2 separate regions of the Canis lupus genome follow, and region 2 is linked to region 1. Evidence: chromatin contacts called from public Hi-C data. All regions are on one chromosome and are shown on one strand. Each heading gives the region's core, a stretch centred on a gene start, on an enhancer-like site or on the middle of the called end of the contact. The rest is flanking DNA. Distances are from core to core; before and after follow the strand shown.

The links. A called contact is a pair of places that touch in the nucleus more often than the background predicts.
Region 2: a Hi-C map of blood shows a contact between it and region 1, with 4 times the contacts expected there. The contact joins the promoter of KIF2C here to the promoter of EIF2B3 in region 1. A contact is called at or near these places in 3 of 9 Hi-C or Micro-C datasets (amygdala and blood).

What each region holds. Positions count from the first base shown.
Region 1 is chr15:15,427,522-15,432,012 of UU_Cfam_GSD_1.0, reverse strand. It overlaps EIF2B3 (translation initiation factor eIF-2B subunit gamma), which reads right to left and starts at 2,217. Exons shown (of 12, transcript XM_038558254.1): 1 at 2,120-2,217.
Region 2 is chr15:15,671,045-15,675,508 of UU_Cfam_GSD_1.0, reverse strand. KIF2C (kinesin-like protein KIF2C) reads left to right here and starts at 2,398. Exons shown (of 20, transcript XM_038558278.1): 1 at 2,398-2,420.

The DNA of each region.
Region 1 (4,491 bases), core at 968-3,467:
ACCTTCAAAAGAATCTCTTTACAGTGGCTACCACAGATAAGGTGCATAGTAAAAGGTCATAAATCCTTACTGATTCAAAATAAAGGTACTCTTTGATTTACAATAAATGGTATCACTTTTGAAATACAAGTGTGAAATGCAATGTTCAGAAAAAAAATTTATTTGACAACAAATTGGCAAATAATGCTGCACCTTTACCCATAATTATGTTCAGTCCTGGGACCCTCATCAATATTTAAACAGCAGGACTTAAACCCAGTACACTCAGGCACAAAGTGAAGGTTCCTGTACAATGTCTACAACTTAAAGATATGGTAATTTCAATTCCAGCAAATATTTGCCTCAGACTGAAATTTAACTTCAATTTGGCTGGCACTATATAATTCCTATCACATCTGATGTTATTATAAAAGAGCATTGGAGCTTTGAGTCAAAAGCCCTGAGTTTGAGTTCTGGTTCTACCACTAATAGGTGAGGTGACCAGAGGCCTGACATTTAAAACTTTAAGTGTCCTCAGTTCCTAGAAGGGACCCTGGTACTTAAGCTCACAGACCCCTGAAGCAGACCGGCTGGATTTGAGTTCTAACATGTATTAGTTGTGTGAACTAGAGCAAGCTTCATAAATTTTCTATGCTTCAGTTTTCTTCATTTTTTTAAGATGAGGATAATTATAGTTTCTACTTCATAAAGTTGTGAAGAGATGGTTTATATATGTAAAGCACAGAAAATATTGTCAATCCCACTGTTTGATATCATTAGACAAAGGCTAGGTCATGGCAAGCCGCCCTTACCAAATGAACTATGCTGTTGTATAATTCTGGTCTCTCCTTGCTGCTCTTGTTTTCTAGGTTGTCTTTCTCCTTCGCCTAGAAATCACCTACTGAACTTTTTAAAAAACTATTTTGTTTATTTATTCATGAGGGAGAGAGAGAGAGAGAGAGAGAGGCAGAGACACAGGCAGAGGGAGAAGCAGGCTCCATGCAGGGAGCCTTATGCAGGACTCGATCCCTGGACTCCAGGATCAGCCCTGGGCCTGAAGGCAGCTGCTCAACCCCTGAGCCACCCAGGCGTCCCTCACCTACTTAAGTTTAAGGCTCAATCCAAGAACCACCTTCCTTAATTAAAAAAAAAAAAAAAAAAAATTCCTAACCTTTCCCACCCTCCTGGTAGAAGCAACTCCTTCCCTCTTAGGTGCTTCCACTCTATCATGTGCAGATCATCTCTTTCCAGGCTTTATTGCACAGGTATTTAAATGTCTATATCCCGTGAGTTCCGTGAAGGCAGGGACCGTGTTTATTATCACCGTTATTCCCAATACCTAACACAATTCCCATCAGATGCCTGGCACTCAATCAGTGTTTGTGGGATGAGCATCTGTGAACATCACAACAACTTCGACCCCCTGTAAAAGTCAAGCTCAACATGTGCACAAGGGATAGGAGACCCCTGATCACTAGGATCTAAGGCTCCTGCTCCCAGTGAGGTTCTGGGTGACAATCGTGAACACAACTAGCCATGACACCAGGCCGACTGTCAAATGCCTCAATGTCACTGCCGCGACTCTGGATGATGGGAATCACAGCCACCAGTGTCTTCAGCCTCCAAGCTTTAGAACCGGGTGTTCACGGCATCTCAGACACGCTTGCATCACAGCACTCACTGCCTTTTCCCTTCGTAAACCGGTGAGATAAAACACTATCATCCTTGGTCTCTCGTCTGGATTTCACCGTATTCGTATTGGACTGCCTTGCTTTATTTGTTTAAATAAAGTTAGGGAGAACAAATAAATGAAGAGCTGAAGTGGAAAGAGTCCCGGAGCTGGTTCTCACTCGCTGTGACTTTAAGCAGGTGCTCCCCTCCCCGAAACTCCTCTCCATCCGCTGCACAAAGCGCTGGCCCCGATTCTCCCCAAGCGCTCCTCTCGCGCGGCCCCTGAGCGGCCCCGCCGGGTCCGGAGACCCTGGGGCTCTGCACCCCTCCCACCCCCTCAGGCCTTCCTCAGCCGGGATCGAGGAGCCCGCTCCCCCACATGAAGCGGGGCCCCGCCGTCCCCACCGCGGTGCTCACCCCCAGCAGCCAGCTCGTAAGGGGCCCGGCAGCCCCAGCGCCGCAGCCTTACCTCTCAGCTCCCGGCGCGCCACGGCCGCTCCCAGCGCTCCCCACGCCGCCTCCGACTGACAGCCCGAGGGCGCAGGCGCGCGATGGCCGAGAGGGTCGATGGGACGCACGGGGCAGGGCGGCGGCGAAGGGACGAGCGCGGAGCGATAGATTGCGCCCGGGCGGAGGAGGCGGAGGAGGCGGAGGGGCCCGCTCCCTTTCCTTCATTCACAAATCGTCACCGCCCATTGAGTGTCCTTCCTGGAGCTGGGCGCCTGGAGTCCACATTGCAACAAGTCATTCAAGAAGTTGGCCCCGACCTCCACTCTGTGAAAGGAGAGCTCGTGGGAGCCACAGTCTCGGGCCGGCCAGGGGAGAAGTGTCCAAGAGCCTTTGCAGGCCAGGGATTGCCGAGGCTTTCTGGGTCTGCGGTGTCTAATGTAGAGACTCACCTCGGCTTTCTGAGCCAGACTCTTATCAAATGGAAAACAATCACCTTTAACCGTCAAAATTTGGGGAGGAAGGGTGTCAGTGAAGACCTCATTGAGACAGCGACACCAAACAGTGGCTTGACGAGGGCAGCCCGGGTGGGTCAGCGGTTTGGCGCCGCCTTCAGCCCAGAGCCTGATCCTGGAGTCCTGGGATCGAGTCCCACACCAGGCTCCCTGCATGGAGCCTGCTTCTCCCTCTGCCTGTGTCTCTGCCTCTCTGTGTGTGTCTTTCATGAATAAATAAGTAACATCTTAAAAAAAAAAAAAAAAAGAGTGTCTTGATGAGACTGAGTCAGTTGGGTATCTGGGGTAAGAGCCTTCCAGCTAGACTAGCTAGCAGGTGCAAAGGCCCTGAAGACAGCCTGCATGTTCAGTGGAGAGGCGAATATCCCTGAAGGGAAGTAAGTCGGTGGAAAGTGAATGATGGCAAAGGTCAAAAGAGACAATAGGAGAGGGTGGAGGATTCTGATCACTTGGGTCTTTTTTTTAAAAACTGTTTTATTTTTTTTAAGATTATTTATTTATTCATGAGAGAGAGAGAGAGAGAGAGGCAGAGACACAGGCAGAGGGAGAAGCAGGCTCCATGCAGGGAGCCCAACGGGGGACTCGATCCCAGGTCTCCAGGATCACACCCTGGGCTGAAGGCAGAGGCTTAACCGCTGAACCACCCAGGCGTCCCTAAAAATAAAATCTTTAAAAAGAATTATTGGATATCCCAAAGAACTTTTGTTTATATGTATTATATCTATTGATATTTATAAAAACTACTGAGGAATTTTTTTGAAAGATTTTATTTCTTTTTAGAGACACAGAGCACAAGCAGGGGGAGCAACAGGCAGAGGGAGAAGGAGATGCAGATTCCTCGTTGAGCAAAGAGCCCGATGTGGGGCTGGATCCGAGGCCCTGGGATCATGACCTGAGCCCAAGGCAGACGCCCAACTGACTAAGCCACCCAGGTGCCACTCAACCTGTGAAATTAAATAGTAATTCATTTTCAAAACAAAAATAAAACCATTAAATGTTAACACAAATACCATTTTTATGAAAATATATGTTTTCAAACAAAAAAATTAGAAGAATGCCATGGTTTCATCTTTTTTGCAGATCTCTTTAATGTCTGGCTTAGTAGAAAACAGTTGTATTTTCCCATCAGTTGCAATATATTGTTTTGGGTGAATTCTATGATAAAGCCTGACCTCACACAGGTACAGTTGGAAAAGGGAGAGATATTTTTTAGTTGTAGATAATATTCTTTGATACTACACAAAAACTCAATAAGTGGCAATTTGTTAAAGATTTGTTGCAAGGTAGAATCATTAAATCAATGAGCATTTGTACTCTAATGCTTTTTTTTTAAAGGCTTTATTTATTTATTCATGAGAGGTACAGAGAGAGGCAAAGACATAGGCCTTGCAGGGAGCCTGATGCGGGACTCAATCCCAGGACCTCAGGATCATGCCCCAAGCCAAAGGCAGACACTCAACCACTGAGCCACACAGACATCCCTAATACTTACACTTCAAATGAACATCTTATCCACGCATGACTTTACAACTCGATGCATTGATCACTTGTAAAATATCCTCCCAAATGTTGACTCATTATATTTTAAAAATTACATTTGCTAATATTACCACCAATCTTATGAGAAAAGTCCTTTAAATATTGGAAACCTGGCAAGCCTATGATGACGGATACAAGTTTTCCAAACTTCTGATTTTCTCTTGAAAGCTCAAATATTATCATTGGCAACAAATACTTTTAGTGATTTTCCTTGAAGTAAGTGGCTTACTTCATTAATTTTAGTATTTTGTGTGTACTCAAGGACCAAGATTTAATAAAATTATGTTACTGATTCATCAAAGACATTCTTGTTTGTTTGTTTTTTTTAAAGATGTATTTC
Region 2 (4,464 bases), core at 1,149-3,648, 240 kb before region 1:
TTATCAGTGTAGATTCATTCACTATCTTATCCGCTCCATTTAATAATTTCCCCCACTTTTGTTATGAAAAATTTCAAAAAAAAATTTCAGACAATAAGGTTGAAGGACTACTATAGCAACCACCTATATACCAACCAACCTAATTCAACATCTCTTAACATTGTGCCGTCTCACCCTTAGCTTATTTGTATGTTATTATAGGGGAAGAAAAATATTCTTTCCTTCTACCCTTCTAGGTTCTCAGTTGGGGTTCTGTAACAATAGATGGATTAAAAAAGCAAAGGGTGAGGGGTGGGGGTGCCTGGCTGGCTCAGTTAACACATATAGCATGTATTCTCAATTCTCAATCTCAGGATCCTGAATTCAAGCCCCATATTGGGCATGGAACCTATTAAAAAAAAAAAAAAAAGTAATGAGAAAAGCAAACAGTAGTGCATTAACATGTGTATCTCCTGTATACATGGGAAAATTTTAAGGATTAGTAACTTAAAGAGGTGGCCAGAACTTGGGCTTATATAGCATCTTGAACAAAGAATGATAAAGTTGTAGAGAAATAACAGGACAAAGGAAAAAAGTTTTAGGCTCCAAGAACAGGAAACCCCGGGGAAGATAAATATATGGGGGGACGGGGAGGCTAATGGAGTTAAAGCTTGTTTGCAGATTCCTCTGGTGCCATTACTGGGTGGGTAAGGGTCTAGAGTCCCCCCAGTAAAGGAAAATTGATATTCTGGCTTTAGGCAGAAAGGGGAAGGGTAAAGAGAACTTTTTCTGTATATGCTGCTTCATAATTGGCTTCAACTCAAAATAATTCTTATGTCAAAGAGGCACATTTTAGAGTGACATCCTGGTTTTCTTCATTACTTTTTCTGAACTAGTTGAAAGTTGCAAACATGGGACACCTGGGTGGCTCAGCGGTTGAACATCTGCCTTTGGCCCAGGGCGTGATCCTGGAGTCCCAGGATCGAGTCCCACATCGGGCTCCCTGCATGGAGCCTGCTTCTCCCTCCGCCTATGTCTGCCTCTCTCTCTGTGTCTCCCATGAATAAATAAATCTTAAAAAAAAAAAAAAAAGTTGCAAACATCATGACTCTCTTGCTCTAAGTATTTCATGCATCTCCCAAGAATAAGAATATTCTCTCACATAATCATGGCATCATTATTATACTTCAGTAAATTAGAACTAATTCCCTAAAATCTTTCATACCTATTCCATCTTCAAGTTTCTCCAGTGCAGAGACGCAGACGAGGCGCGGGCGGGGGAGCCCCCCCCCGCAGCGTCTCGGCCGGTCGGTTCGGAGCGGAGCAGCAACAGCAGCCGTCTAATAACTCCCTACGGGTCCCTTGGCTTCGCGACCCCGCCCCTCACCATTACTGCGCCCTCCACGGCCTTTTGGGATATGTAGTCTCGGCAGGATTCTTCCGGCGCCTAGGCCCGCCCACCCGCCTGGCCACACCCCCGTCCGCCCGGCGGGAGGGTTCCGGTTGCCCGCCTTCCGCGCGGAGCGGCAGCAGGCAGAGGGAGAGGGGGCGGGCAGGCTGCCAGGGCCCTGGGATCAGGACCTGAGCCGGAGGCAGGCGCCCTTCCATTATTTCCTATCTCCACCGTCAGTTTCCCTCGGGGCACTTAGCACAATTCATAATTGTTACTTCTTTTGTTCCCTGTTTATATGAGAAATGTTAGGTCAAGGAGGGCAAGAACTGTATCCTGGTCACTATTATTGTCCTGAGCCCCCAGCACTGTCCCGCACGTGGCAGACCATAAACATCCAGGTAATCTGTGTCTCCCAGGCACTTTAAACGTAGTTCCTCATTTAAAATTCGCAGTAGGGATCCCTGGGTGGCGCAGCGGTTTGGCGCCTGCCTTTGGCCCAGGGCGCGATCCTGGAGACCCGGGATCGAGTCCCACGTCGGGCTCCCGGTGCATGGAGCCTGCTTCTCCCTCTGCCTGTGTCTCTGCCTCTCTCTCTCTCTGTGACTATCATAAATAAATAAAAATTAAAAAAAAAAAAACAATAACAACAAGAAAAAAATTTAAAAAAAATAAAATAAAATAAAAAATAAAATAAAATTCGCAGTAACTCCGTGAGGAAGAAAGCGTGCTCCTCACTGTGCGAAGAAGGAAACCCAGAGTCCAGTTTCTAAACTGCCCAAGTTCACTGAGCTAGTAACCGAAGAAGTCGGGATTCGAACCCACGGCTGAAGGAGTGCACAGCCCTCGGTCTCTAACCTCCAGCAGGTGCTCAGCTCCGGGCAGCTCAACCACGCTGCCGCTCCGCGCGGAAGGCCGGCGACCGGAACCCTCCCGCCGGGCGGGCGGGGGCGTGGCCAGGCGGGTGGGCGGGCCTAGGCGCCGGAAGAATCCTGCCGAGACTACATATCCCAAAAGGCCGTGGAGGGCGCCGGCGACTGGCGGAAGCGAGGTGGGCGGCGGCGTGGTGTTCCCCAGGGAGGCGGGCGCGCGGGGTTTAAATTGCGGCGGTTTGCGCGGCGTTGTAGTGGAGTAGTTGTTGCTCTTCCCTTTTGCGTTTCGCGTTTCTCTTCCCGACGACTGCCCATGGACTCGTCGCTTCAGTCTCGCCTGTTTCCCGGTCTCACCATCAATATCCAACGCAGTAATGGTGAGGGGCGGGGTCGCGAAGCCAAGGGGACGCGGGGGGGGGGGGGGTTAGACGGCTGCAGTTGCTGCTCCGCTCCGAACGGCGGGGCCGAGACGCTGCGGGGGGTTCCCCCGCCCGCGCCTCGTCTGCGTCTCTGCACTGGCCGTCGGTCTTTTCCACCCGGGTCCGGGGGCCTCCGGCGGCGGTGGATTCCCCTGCCTGTCCTCGGAAGTGGGCGGGGCTAGGGAAGTTAGGGTTAGAGTTCTCCCCTGAAACTCCCTTGCTTTTGTAGGGACCTCGGCTTCCTGGCCCCTTTACTCTCCTCCAAATATTCCACACTTGCAGTACGTCAGGCACTGGGATTCAGGGTTCATCAGGCAGAAAAGACCCTTGACTCTTCAGGAGCTTACAGTTCTGTCCTTTTTTTTTTTTTTTTTTTTGGTTAAACAGCTGCCGCATCTCTGGCAGGTCTAATACTCTGTCATTAGGAGTCAGACAGTCAGACATAACCTTTCAGGAGCGAGATAGGGAAACCCGAGGGCGCCAGACCCTCCGTGCGTGGTGAGGAACAGTACCTAAGGACTAGAGGGACTCCCTTGCCTAGACATACCTAGGCTCCTTTGAGTGGAGGTGAGTCCTTATCCCCTGCAGCTCGGTTTCAAGACCTGTTCCCTGCCTGCGTCATCATGTGATCTAAGGGTGAGGTGCCAGGAGGTTTATTTGGCTTTTAGTGTTAAAAAGAAAGAAAAAGGCAGCTGTCCCTTCCTTCAGGTCAACTCCATATTGAGAGTCTCTGTGGGATCCTAAAAGTGGAAAAGATGGGTAAACTGGACCTTTCATACTGTAGGCATAATTCACAGTGCCAATGTAAGGACTGTGAACTTGGAGAAATCCTGCGTTTCAGTTGAATGGACAGAAGGAGATGCCACAAAGGGCAAAGAGGTAAGTTCTATGAGAATGCCTCTACTGCATTTAACACCTTCCTCCCTAAAAGATCTGTGTGAAGGGGCACCTGGCTGGCTCAGTTGGTAGAGCATGTGACGCTTGATCTCGGGGTCCTGAGTTCGAGTCCCATATTGGGCAGAGATTACTTTAAAGAAATAAACAGGGGCATCTGTGTGGCTCAGTCAGTTAAGCCTCTGCCTTTGGCTCAGGTCATGATCCCAAGGTCCTGGGATGGAGCCCCGCATGGAGCTCCCTGCTCAGCGCAGAGTCAGCTGCTCTCTCTCCCTCTGCCCCTCCCCCTCCCCCTGCTCATGCTTGCTCTCTCGCTCACCCGCTCTGTCTATCTCAAATAAAATCTTAAAAACAAACAAAAAGATCTGTGTGGAAATGGAACTTGTGAGGTCCTTGTCGCTGATGTTGCCTTTCTTAAACATGGTCCCCTTTGGACACATTGGGATTTTGTTTAGTCAAGCCTGATCTAAATTGAAGCAATCAACAGTTTCTGGTGTGTTTGTGGAAGACAAGCTGCACAGAATCCTAAAACCTTACTTATGTACACTAGCTTCTGAGCGCAAACTACCTATGACATTGACTTCAGGAGGAAAACTGATAACCCAGTTGAGCAGACAAAAGCATTTCTGAAACCAAATAACAAAGTATCTGATAAATGGCACAGCTGAATAGTGTTAGAGCAGCTCAGGTGGTAGCTCACTGTGGATGAGCTTGACTTAATGGGGGCATGATGGGTAGGCTAAGCAGAAATAGTGAGCTGGCCCTGATGGGGACTAGTGAAGAAGCTCACTTCAGGCAGTGGAAGGCTCAGGATGCTGGACAGTTGATAAAGGAGACCAGAGGGTCTTCATCTCTTGCACTAAGATGTTTAAGGTTTTATTCTGCAGGCACTAGCGAGCCTTGGAAAGAT